Linked DNA regions of Mus musculus: regions 1 and 3 are each linked to region 2. Evidence: chromatin contacts called from public Micro-C and promoter capture Hi-C data. All regions are on one chromosome and are shown on one strand. The core of a region is the stretch at or near the end of the contact, and the rest is flanking DNA. Distances in the headings are between cores, read along the strand shown.

Region 1 (3,817 bases), core at 284-2,783, 490 kb after region 2:
CCTTGTAATAGAAAAGATTGAAAGTGAGGATCCCTGTGAGGGGGTGCAATGACCATCTGGGATACCCACCCCCGCAGCTGCAAGGGGGATCCCAGCCCTTCCCTACACTCCGGGCCCCGCCCCTCGCGGGTTTCCCAGACTCCGCGCTGCTGCCACCTCGGGCCGCAGGGGACCCGAGCTGCATGTGTAATGGGGGTTGGGAACAAAGACGCGCAGGACCCAGAGCCCCAGCCACCGGGCACCAGCCGTCCTAATCTCCACGATCTTTTCTCTGGAGTCTTAATGCCCGACTGTCCACGTTTCCTGGAACTGCCCTAAGCCCGCCCCGGAGCTCCTACAAAGTTGAGCACGCTTCAGCACCATCGGGACACAGAAATCAGTGCCTAGGCTTTGGGGGAGAAAGCGCTTTCCCAACACAACTTCGTGCGTACACACCCACACCTTCTAGTCCCAAGCAGACGCGCACCAGCTATCCACAGCCCGCAGGCGGCTGCGAGCTGACCGCGGGTCACTCACGCCCGCCACGTGCCGGCCGAAGCGATCTGAGACCTGTTGGTTCGCCTCTTCAACCCTTCTCCACTCCCAGTTGCCCAAAACAAAAGCGGTCCCACGAGGGCGCATCTGCGGCCCGCTGCAAGAAAAGCGGGCGCAGGTAGGAGCCACTCGCATGAGGATCGCGACGCGGAGTGGCGGGACGGGATGCAGAGGACTCCGGGCGGGCTATGGAAAGCCGTCCGCTTCGCTTTGCGACACCTATGACTCTCAGGGGCGAGCAGCCCCAACCCAGCCGCCCCCAATTAGATGCCCACCCCGCTTGGCCGCCTTCCCCACGCTTAGGTTTTCCCCGCTCTATCCCTGGGGTCCGCACACCCGCGGAACCTGAACCCCGACCCTGACGCTCCAGGTTCCCCCATCACCTAGAACCTCTGCGAGCCAGAATCGCGCAGAGGAACCGCACGGGCGAGCTCGCCTCTAAGATCGCAAGCACCAGAGCGCCCCGCGCGACCCCGATCCCAGGCAGGTGGCGCGGCGCCGAGGCCGCGGGGCCGCCCTTTGTTGGTAAACACCGCGCGCCCCAGGTCCCTGCACCCCCACGACGCGCCCGGTCCTTACCGGCGCACAGCGATCCCCAGAGAAGGGCGAGGGCCGCCCAGGGCGCCGTCATGTTCCGCGGCGCCGCCCCGCGGACACCCGGAGCCCGCGGGCAGGGCCGCGCTGCGCTCCCGGGGCGCGCAGGGCCCGGCGGCGGCTGCGCTCTGCTTCCCGCTCCTTCTCTGGGTCTCGCTTCCAGGAGCGCGCGCTTCTGCGCTTCGGTTCCCAGGCAGTATGCGGAGATAGGGGCTCAGGGCCGCTGCGGGCGGCGCGCAGTGCGGCCCGGGCTATGGGGCGACGCGGGAGCCGGGGGGCGGCGGCGGGGCGCGGGCCAGGGCGCGCCCGACGCGGGCATGGCGCAACGGGGCTGGGCCCGGGCCCCGGGCGCAGGGGCCGAGTCCGGAGGGGCCATGAACGGGGGAGGGGTGGGGGAGGGGACCTGAACCGAGTCCAAAATGGCTCCTGAGCGGTGGCCACGGAGCCGAGCCAGCGGGGAAACCCGGATGTTGGATACAAAGAGGCGGGCGAGCTGGGCGGGGAGGGGGAGGGGAGGCGGGCCCTCCGGCCGCGTGGTCCGCGCCCCCCTTGGGGGCGGGGCCGGAGAGGAACAACAACACCGAGGCTCCGCCCCCCAGCCCGCGCCCTCTGGAGACAGCGCGCCTGCAGCACCAGACTCTAGGGCTAGGCGGGGCGCGCTCTCCGAGCTGGTGGGATTGGACTGCCCACAACTTGGCTGGTGCTTTCCTGCCCCGTGCTATGGAGCCCACGCTACGGGATGCACGCTCCTCTGGGACCCCTGAGTGAGTGGGTAGCTCCTGGTCCCCATAACCTAGGACCTCTGCCCTCCAGCTCCCATTTATGGGCTAATTAATTGGCAGGAAAACGCTGAAGTCTGAATTGACAGCAGTTCCTCACAACGCACGCACAGTTATCTCCAAGCAGAGGAGGACCCACAGAGCAGCTGCAGGTGGGAAAGAACTGTTGGCGACCTGCTTTCTGAAGGATCCTCAGCAATCCAGCATCCTTCATCTTACCTTCAGCACTCCTCCCACCTCTAAAGATCTGTTCAGAACATGCCTCTGTTCCTTTCACACACGCACACACACCAGATCCCTCCATTTCAGATGTTACACAATCAGAGTGTGAGAGCAATCGGCCTCCCAGCTACACTGGAAAAGCCAGTCACTACTCAGGGGAAAAAAATGCTATGGAATCCTCGGATAGTTACCTCCTGCCTCACCAAGAGCAGTGGGTCATAGGAGGAAGGACGCTCCCCCCCGCCGCCCCCCCCCCCCAGCCTGGGTCATTTCATTTGCTCGAGCCTCGGACTTCCCTTATGAAAATGACGGTGTTGAAGTCCTCCAGACTTGGGTAGAGTTTCTTTCTGCTACGGCTTTGGTGTTGAGGTAGGGATCCTCAGCTTCCCAAGAAGTCTGCACCTTGTCTGACAACCTTTGCTCTTAAATGTGGTCTTTTTCCTCTCCTTATGTAATCCTCAGGTGGCCTCGAGCTCGCAGTCCATCTGTGACTCTTCCTATTTTTCGTTCGTTTATTGATTGATTGTGTGTGTGCTCTCTTGCCTGTATCTATGTGCATCCAACATACAGTCATATGTTTCCATATGCCCCGTGCCACCAGCACCCTCCATCTCACATCTGGGCAGCTTTAACAGCAGAGGGCTGAGGGGCTCCTTAGATGTCACTAGGGTCCATTCACGTTGCTAAGTGTATCTTCTATTTCTTTTAAGATTTTTATTATATTTTACTTATTTATATGTGTGTTTGTATGTGTATGTGTGCATGCATGTGTGTGTGTGTGTGTGTGTGTGTGTGTGTGTGTGTGTTAAGGAGAGAAGCAGACAGACAGAGACAGAAGAGAGAGAGCATGAACACATTGAGGTTGGATGACAACTTGCAGTTGGTTCTGTCTTTCCACTCTGTAGGAGCTGGGAATCAAACTCAAATCCTAAGGATTGGCATCAGGTCCCAGTACTTGTGAGCCATCTCTATGGTACTAGCACCCTTTCTAAATGGTAACTGAGGTGACTTTTTAAAAGATGGGACTCTGGGGTTGGATGGCTCAGCGGTAAAAAGCACTTGCTCTTTTTGCAGAGAACCTGGATTTGGTTGGTTCCCAGGACCCAGACTGGACGATTCACAAGTGTCTGTAATTCCAACCTCAAGAACATTGACTTCCTCTCCTGATCTCCACAAACACCTCTGTGTGCATGCACATGCATGCACACGTGTGTGCACACATACACTTAAAAATAAAATTAGGCCGGGCGTGGTGGTGCACGCCTTTAATCCCAGCACTCGGGAGGTAGAGGCAGACGGATTTCTGAGTTCGAGGCCAGCCTGCTCTACAAAGTGAGCTCCAGGACAGCCAGGGCTATACAGAGAAACCCTGTCTCGAAAAAAACAACAACTAACTAACTAAATAAATAAATAAATAAAATTAGGCCAGGCGTGGTGGCACACGCCTTTAATCCCAGCACTCGGGAGGCAGAGGCAGGCAGATTTCTGAGTTCGAAACCAGCCTGGTCTACAAAGTGAGTTCCAGGACAGCCAGGGCTATACAGAGAAATCCTGTCTCAAAAAACAAAATAATAATAATAATAATAAAATTAGAAAGATGCTTATGGGCTGGAGAAATGGCTCAGTGGTTAAGAGCACTGACTGCTCTTCCAGAGGTCCTGAGTCCAATTCCTAGCAACCACGTGGTG
Region 2 (3,981 bases), core at 1,212-3,711:
CCGAGTTACCCTAATGTATAAAGAGTGAGCAGGCTGAAGTGACACAGGACACTACACAGTTGCTGTTCTTGAGACATCGAAGAACAACTACAATTTATACTTTTGCACCATTTGTAAGTTCTTGCAATGTGCATGCGTGCATCCCTTCTGTGCAATAGGAGATGAAATCAGTCTCCGAGGCTTCTAGCATTGCTCTGTACCTACTGGACAAATCCTAAACCTTCTCTTAGCAGGCTAGTTTCAGATTTTGATAGGAAATAGTGTCCAATCACAATTGGTTTGCTGTTGAACAAAGTGCTAAACACCAAATTCTACCTTCATCCTCTGGCCAGCTGAGTGTGGAATCAGCTTCTCCCTAGGTCTATACGCACCAGCCGACATCTAGCCTATTTAAACACTTTTTTGGCACCTGATGTGATTTTCTTCTCTACTCTTCTCTGTTGTGTGTGTTGTTTTAAAAAATGTTTTTAAAAGATGCTAAGGACAGAGCCTTGTGAGAGGCAGGCACGTGCTCTACACTGAGGTGTATTCCCCCAGAGTCAAGGATAACTTGGAGCCAGTTTTCACTGTCCACTTTGTGGGTCCCAGGAATCAAACTCAAGTCTTCAGGCTTGGCAGCAAGCACACCTCCCCTCCAAGCCATCTTGCAAGCCCATGTCTTTTAAGTCTTTACCCCAAACTGAACGAACTGATAATCCTTACTCTATCAAGAACCACCGTCCTAGTGTGTGGAACTGGACTAAGTTACAACTTAGTTGAAATCAGTGTTTTCACCCCCTTGGCCTGGAGGCTGGGGCTACTTCAGTGCCATCAATGCCATTTGGAAGGAAAGCAGCACCTACCCAGGGAAAGCTAGGGGATTTTTACATTCTTGTCACCTCACTGATCCTGTAAAGTATTTATTACTTGTTAGTGAGCGTGTGAGTGCGTGAGCGCCTGTGTGAGTGTGGTGCACAGGGGCATAAGCACATAGGGACACATGCATGTGGAGGCTACAGGGTGACCTGGGTGCCTTCCCTCATTGCTCACTCTCCACCCTGTTTCTTTCATGGGACCTGGAGTTTATCAATCAGCAGGACTAGACAGCCATCAAGCTTCAGGGACACTCCATTTTCTGCCTCCCTAGAGCTGAGATTTCAAGTGCCAACCCACATGCCAGGCGTCTTTTCAAGTGAGGGGATAGAGATGTTTACGTGGACGCAGATATTCAGATCCTCATGTTTGTGCTACAGGCCTTCCACCAGACTGACCATCTCCCAGTCAGCCCAATTCTAACCATTAAACAACCATTAGTGAGCACACAGGGCCAACAAATGGAAGTCAGTACTATAAAGAGGACACTCATTCAGAAAATGCCACAGCTTTCCAGCCTTATGCTGGGGTTACTCACCTTTGGCCCTCCCTTCTGAACACTGAGTTCAATCCGTGGAGTGTTTACTGACTGCTAAACCCTTTTAGTCTCTTCTCCTCTGTGCGGCAAGTCTATGCACTCAGTCCACTTTAATGACTGAATGCATTTTTTTTTTTAAGGCAGTGTGTCTCGTGTAGCCCAGACTGATTGATCTCAAACTTGGTAGGTACTGGAGGATGACCTTGAATTTCCGATTCCCCTGTCGTCACCACAGAAACACACACACACAAGCAGCGCTAGAAGTACAGGCGGGTACCAAGCATGCCTGGTTTTATGTGGAGCAGGGGGTTTGAACCTTGCTCAGGACAGGAAGGGCTCTGCTAAACGAGCTTTATCCCCAGCACACAAGGCAGCAAGCAAAACTCAAACGTACACCAAACCAACGTGATTTGGGGAAACCCAAAGCACCCACGGTGCGGGTCAGCGAGCTCATCACTGGAGATTCCGACGTTAGGGAGATGAGGACTAAAAAGGAAGCCCGGAAGATGCATAGTGAGGACGGTGGAGGGCGGAGGCAAAGCCCATCGCTAAGGAAGGGACACTGTCATTTCCTCCAGCACAGCGCTCCCACGTGCGACCCGGACCCGCCACGCCCCCGCAAGGCCCCTCGCTTCCCGGCCTCACCCACCCGCGGGCGCCGCGAGGCCTCCGCCGCCGGGTCGCGGCTGTTCCGGAGGAAGGCGGCCGAGAGCAGAGGCAGGTGAGCGGGCAGCAGGCCCATGGCGCCGCCGCAGGCCCGGTGTCCCGGGACGGCGGTTCGCCGGGACGGCGGTTCCCCGCGACCGCTCGCGAGGCCCGCGCGCCCAGTCCGCCCGCCGCCACCTCAGGCCGTTGGCGCCCCGGCCCCACCCCTCGCGCCGCTGCGCCCCGCCCCGCCATCCTCCGGCTGTCGAACCCGGCCAGCCGCGGCCCGAGGCATCCGCCCGCCCGCGGGGGTACCAGAGCCGACGGCAGTGTCGCCAAGGCCGCGGAGCCGGGCCGCCATACCTGCACTTTCCTCCGCCCGGCTGTGTTCTGCCGGTGATGGGCCGCCATCTTGCATGTTGACACTCCGACGTCACTTCCGGGAGAGTTGAAGCGCCAGCGGATGTCCCGCCCTACTCTGTGGTTGGGTAGAAGGTAGGTAGGGCGTAGGCTTTCCGGGCTGGTTGCGAGGGGAGGCGCTGGCGGAGAAATAGCAGCGTGTGGGCGGGAACGCTCTTGGAACCAGGGCTTGGGGGCCCGTACTGGTCTACCTCTGTGCAGCTAAGCCCCAGGGCCGTCCCAGCGCCTGCATGCAGAGAGAAAGCGCTCAAGAGAGTCGTGCTTAAGTCGTGCCCCAGCCACTTAAGCCAGTGCTTAGCAACTGGACCACGTCTCTAACTCCATATTTATAGGTTTTAAAAATAATAATAATAAAATGTTGTTGTCATTTAGTTATTTTGAGGCATGGTCTCGCTGTGTAGTCCTGGCTGTTCTCAAACACCAGCGGAGAGGACAACTTGTGGTAGTCTTCTTCTTCCACTATGTGGGCCTTGAGATTCTAACTCAGGCTTGGCAGTAGGCACCTTTATCCAGTGATTCATCTCACCAGCCCCCTCAGGATCTTACCCAGACTCTCAGAATTACAGACGTGTGCCTGTACAGCTATAATATGGATCTTAGGATGTTAAGTGAGATAATGTTCGCATAGGCCCTGCTAACTTGACAATATATTTTAAATGATCGTTTTGGCAAAAACATGACCAAAGTACTATAACCCCTATGGAAACCCACTACCTTTATAAACTAATTAAAAAATACAAAGGGGCTGGAGAGATGGCTGAGAAGTTGAGAGCACTTGCAGAGGACCTGGGTTTGGTTCCCAGCATTCACCTGGGAGTTCATGAGCTGCAATAAACTCCAGTCCCACACGCCCCCTTTCGGACGCAGGTAGAACACTCTCCCAAAATAGAAGTAAATCTAAAATACAGAATTTCAAAGAGATACACTTGCATGGATGGAAAATGATTCCCCCCAAAAGACATGCATTATTAGATGAAAATCTCAATGCCAGGCATGGGATAGCTTTCTATGACATGGTCAGGGAAGACCCAGAAGCCCCTAAAACAATACAGGCTATAGCTGTTGCACTTGGTTGCCCACCGAAACTAAGTAGTAAGACACTATTGCTGGAGACACTGTATACTTTGGTAGCTGGACACAGAGACATCAAAGTGCACTGACCCAAAAACTTGTCAGTGATGACTCTGTGATGACTGGCTTCTCTGTGATGACTCTGTGATGACTGGCTTCTCTGTGATGACTGGCTTTCATAGGTGCTGTGAATCCTGCCAGGGAAAAAGAAGCATCCGTGATAAACCAGCCGACCACCTTGCCAGGCAAGATGTGCCCGCTGCTGTAGGGTTATGAGGGCAACCAATTACTTTTGGATTTGAGGTCTGTTCTACTGGAAGGAATTCCAGCTTGGTACTGTAACCTGGTCCTGTAAATCCCATGGCTCGGGGCATCACGGCCACAGGGAGGAACCTGTTACTGTGGTTTTGCTAAATTACATGTTATCAGACTTCTTTCTAGAAATTTATATGTAT
Region 3 (3,784 bases), core at 165-2,664, 470 kb after region 2:
CGCTGACTTAGCCTTGCTGCACCTCAATCCACTGGCACCCAGCCTACTCCAATAACCCACCTGAGGCCAGAGGGGCATCAGGGAGGGGGCTCCCACCTGACCCGAGGTTGGCAGGGTGCCAACTGCTAACACTGCTTGGTTCCCCAGGGCCCATTGCAGACAGGAGGATCCTGACTGGCCGTTCTGGAAGAGGAACCCTCAAGACATGCTCACAAGATCTCACGGCGGCAGGCAAAAGCTCCTCCCAGGGAGGCCCCAACTGGGCAAGACGCCAGTCTTAGGGCTCCAGGTAGGACCCGGAAGGTCAGAATGCTACCCAGTCAGAATGGCAGAACCCAGCCTCAGCCCTAGCCATGCCAGGTCCTGTTGGCCTAGGCCCTGACACTTGTGGTGACAACCTGCCAGGTGGCTAGAACTCAGCCTGGCCCAGAAGGGTCTCGGTATCCAGAATGGGGCTCAGACAGGGTGTGCACCGGCTTCTCCCAACCAGGACCTTATTCAAGCACAAGGCTTTAGGTTGTGGATGAGACTCTAAGGGATGAGTATAGGCCGGAAACAAAGCCCGAGCCAGCGCCGGAAGCCAGGGTGGCACCTAGAGTGTCTACAAGCCCTGGCTACTTGTGGCAGGAGTGGGTAGTGGAGCTATGTGAAGCACCCCGTCCAGGGAGGACACAGCTCCTTCTCCCGCGGGAGGAAGCGAAAGCATGTGTGGAGCGCAAACACTCCTAAGTGTCCTCTGCAATTGCTTCCCAGATGCCCAGCTTCCCCCACAGGCCTGCAAGGCTGGCCCTGAGCTGCTGAGCACAGAACGGGTTCCTATGTAACAGATGGCGTGGACAGACTATGAGCAGAGGGGACAAGAAGGAGGGATGGCTTCAACACGAAGCAAGACCCCTGCTATAGATGCTGAGGATGGAACCTGGACTTTGTGTGTACTGTCCGCTCCACCTCTGACCTACACCCATGACTCAGGAGAGTGTCCACCTCCATTCAGACTACAATCAGCCCCTGGAGTCACAAGGGCAACAACAAACAGAGTAGACCTCAGCCTGGCCTAGCTCCAGGCCAGTGTCAGGCACCAGCCCCTCTGGCACAACCATAGGATCCCAGTGGAGAAGCCTGAGAAGGCAACATGAAGCCTCAGAGAGGACCCAACAGCTCACTGGAGCCACCGACCTCCCAGACCTGCCCAGAGCCGACCCTGCAGAGCAGCTTTGAGCTGGCCAGACTGCTGATGCCTCACAGCTGTGCGCCTGGGGCAAGTCACCTAGCCACTCTCTGAGAGGTGACTGACAGCACCTGCCTCCTAGGGTTGTAGCGATCCTTCCAGTCCAGGCCCCACACCAAGCCTGCCTGCAGCTCTGCATCCCATGTGACATTCCACACCCTTCCCACACCACACCCTGGCCACTGCCAGCTGGAGACCCAGGGGGCCTCCCGTTTCCTCTCTCCTCCCTGGCTCCATTTCTTCACACTCTCACACTGGCTATTTATAGCATATGGCAAAATTCCAACCACAAGGCCACAGAGCCCTTTAATAGATGAAGGCCTCCCGCCCACAGCCTAGCAGCCAGGTCAGGAGTCTCCCCAACTGGCCCTGCCTCCCCACCCTACACAGCTGCATTTCCATCAGTCCCCAGGACCACAACCAGGGTGGCTACAGAAGGGGAACCTACAGAAGAGAAAGGGTGGGCAAGGCTGGAGCATCACACACACACACACACACACACACACCCCGCACATATGCATGAACCCATATTGGCAGACTGGGAGGAAAGAACCCGTCAAGTAACTACAGTTTATCTTAGAATCCTTCACTGTGGGGCTAGTGGTTACAAGAACTTATTCTTTGGTTGAAAACAAATGGCTTTGGTTCCCAGCATCCACGTGGTGGCTCACAACCACCTGGAACTCTAGTTCCAGCGGCAATGCACACACTGTGTGCATGCACATTCATGCAAAATACCAACACCATAAAACAAGTTTCTTTTAAATCCTTACTCCAGAGAACCAAACCACTTTAATTCTACTTTTTGGCCTCATCTGTATTTATGTGTCACCTAGACTAACACCCACTTGTCACACCCCAGGCACTGTATGATGGAGAACCCCGAGTGAACCCCTAAGATGACAGAACTAAGTGAAGCAGAGGTTAAGGCTCTTTGCAGGCCACATCCTGAAGTTCCATGTTTCGGAGCCCAGGGACTGCCCAGTGTGACCTCACCTGGTTCACCGGCTGGACCCTCGGGTTATGTACAGCTGTCATGTGAGCAAAGCCATCACGCATGAAGCTTCTTGGTGAGCGTTTCCTCCCGTCCTGGGAATGCTGAGCCTAAGCAGCTTTGATTCAGTACATTCTTCCAAATCCTTCTCCAAAACAATCGACCCAGTTTCCGAGAGCAGCCCACCGAGGCACACCCTCAGCCGAGCTCCCCTGGGAACACTGGCCAGCCTTCCCACTTCCTGGCCAGGTACCTTCTCCTTATGCTGAGGGAAGTCTATGCTCATGGGTATCGCTGTGCAGTAACCATTTTTTGTTCATGCTATCAAAAGGCCAGGTGGTGGTGGTGCACGCCTTTAGTCCTGACACTCCCGCACTTGGGAGGCAGAGGCAGGCAGATTTCTGAGTTTGAGTTCCAGGACAGCCAGGGCTACACAGAGAAACCCTGTCTGTGGAGAAGGTGAGTATGTCTAGCTGGTGCTAACTTACCTAGAACATTTCTTGTGGCGTTTTCCCAATTTATCTTTTCCTTCCTACTTTCATTTCAAAGCTTTCTGCCCACTTGAGCTTTCTACAATTCAATCTAATGCTTCCTTAAAACCGGAGTCCTAACACATTCATGGTTAAACTCTATTCCAATCTCCATTTGTTCCTTGTTTTCTTTTCTTTCCTGCAGTTCTGTCGGCTGATCAAACACAGCACTTCATGCAAGCTAACCACTGAGCAACAGGGATTACCACCTGTGACCTGGAAGCTCAGGTTCCCTTCTGTCCCAGCATTAGCTAATCTGAAGTGTACCTGAGACTCTACATCTGCATTAATCTGCCTTTCCACCACCTCTCCCTGAAGCGTCTAGATTAATTCCATCACCTTTCGACTTTCATTAATATGAAATCCGCATGGGAATAAACTGTGAACAGATTATACTCAGTATTCAATATTTTTGCTGTCTGTATACATCTCTAAAACATTATTTGTGGTTTATACAGCCAAGGCTGCTTTTTTGCGGCTATAATGGGATCTTGGGACTAGGTATATTAGCTCCCTTTCTCGGGAGTTATTTTGGCTCATCATCTGTGGGGAGGAAGGAATCTGAGGGCAGAAATGTGAGGTGACCAGCAACACCGATGGATCGATCAGCAGGGGCAGGAGCTCAAGGCTGCTTGCTCGCTGGGGGGCTTCAGGAGGCAGGCTCGGGCTGCAAGCAGGGCTGGGCTTCAGGAGGCAGGCACGGGCTGCAAGCAGAGCTGGGCTATCAAACCTTAAGACCACCAGTGAGATGCCAAAGCTTTTATATTCAGGCTCCATTTTAGAGCACATGACCTAAGTTTAAACTTACGTAGACTAACAGGCTGGTATCTAGCATTAGTTTCCAAGTTGCCCCCCAACAGAACCTGAGCCTAGCTCTAGTCTCTAGGCTAATCCCCAACAAGAGCAGAGTTTCCAGGTTACACCCCCAACAAGACCAGTGTCTCCTGGTTATCCCCCCAACAAACCCGTACCCCAGGTTACAAGCCCCTTGCCTAACAACCACCAATGCAGAGGGGAGCAGAAGTTAAGTTT

The links. Promoter capture Hi-C pulls out the DNA fragments that hold promoters and counts their contacts. A called contact is a pair of places that touch in the nucleus more often than the background predicts.
Region 1: a contact with region 2 is called in a Micro-C map of embryonic stem cells, with 5 times the contacts expected there. The contact joins the promoter of Acvr2b here to the promoter of Wdr48 in region 2. A contact is called at or near these places in 8 of 39 promoter capture datasets (the C10 cell line, the SN4741 cell line, embryonic stem cells and 4 more), 8 of 484 Hi-C or Micro-C datasets (the G1E-ER4 cell line, cerebral cortex, double positive thymocytes and 3 more), 12 of 115 datasets of contacts at active chromatin or transcription factors (astrocytes, differentiating embryonic stem cells, embryonic basal ganglia and 9 more) and 2 of 9 other capture datasets (adipose tissue and macrophages).
Region 3: a promoter capture Hi-C map of cranial neural crest shows a contact between it and region 2. The contact joins the enhancer-like site here to the promoter of Wdr48 in region 2. A contact is called at or near these places in 2 of 39 promoter capture datasets (cranial neural crest and embryonic stem cells) and 5 of 115 datasets of contacts at active chromatin or transcription factors (embryonic basal ganglia, embryonic forebrain, embryonic midbrain and 2 more).

The regions. Positions count from the first base shown.
Region 1 is chr9:119,399,894-119,403,710 of GRCm38.p6, reverse strand. It overlaps Acvr2b (activin receptor IIB), which reads right to left and starts at 1,533. Exons shown (of 11, transcript NM_001313757.1): 1 at 1,114-1,533. The coding sequence starts at 1,165.
Region 2 is chr9:119,893,375-119,897,355 of GRCm38.p6, reverse strand. It overlaps Wdr48 (WD repeat domain 48), which reads right to left and starts at 2,461. Exons shown (of 19, transcript NM_026236.3): 1 at 2,399-2,461. The coding sequence starts at 2,446. It overlaps Gm2449 (a long non-coding RNA gene), which reads left to right and starts at 2,444. Exons shown (of 7, transcript XR_871350.2): 1 at 2,444-2,530; 2 at 3,709-3,829.
Region 3 is chr9:119,423,096-119,426,879 of GRCm38.p6, reverse strand. The region is part of intron 1 of Acvr2b (activin receptor IIB); the gene reads right to left. Among named protein-coding and RNA genes, the nearest start is that of Exog, 20 kb to the left of the region's middle. Within about 2 kb of position 1,414, at least 102 of the 459 cell types and tissues checked have an H3K27ac peak or open chromatin away from gene starts, as enhancers often do.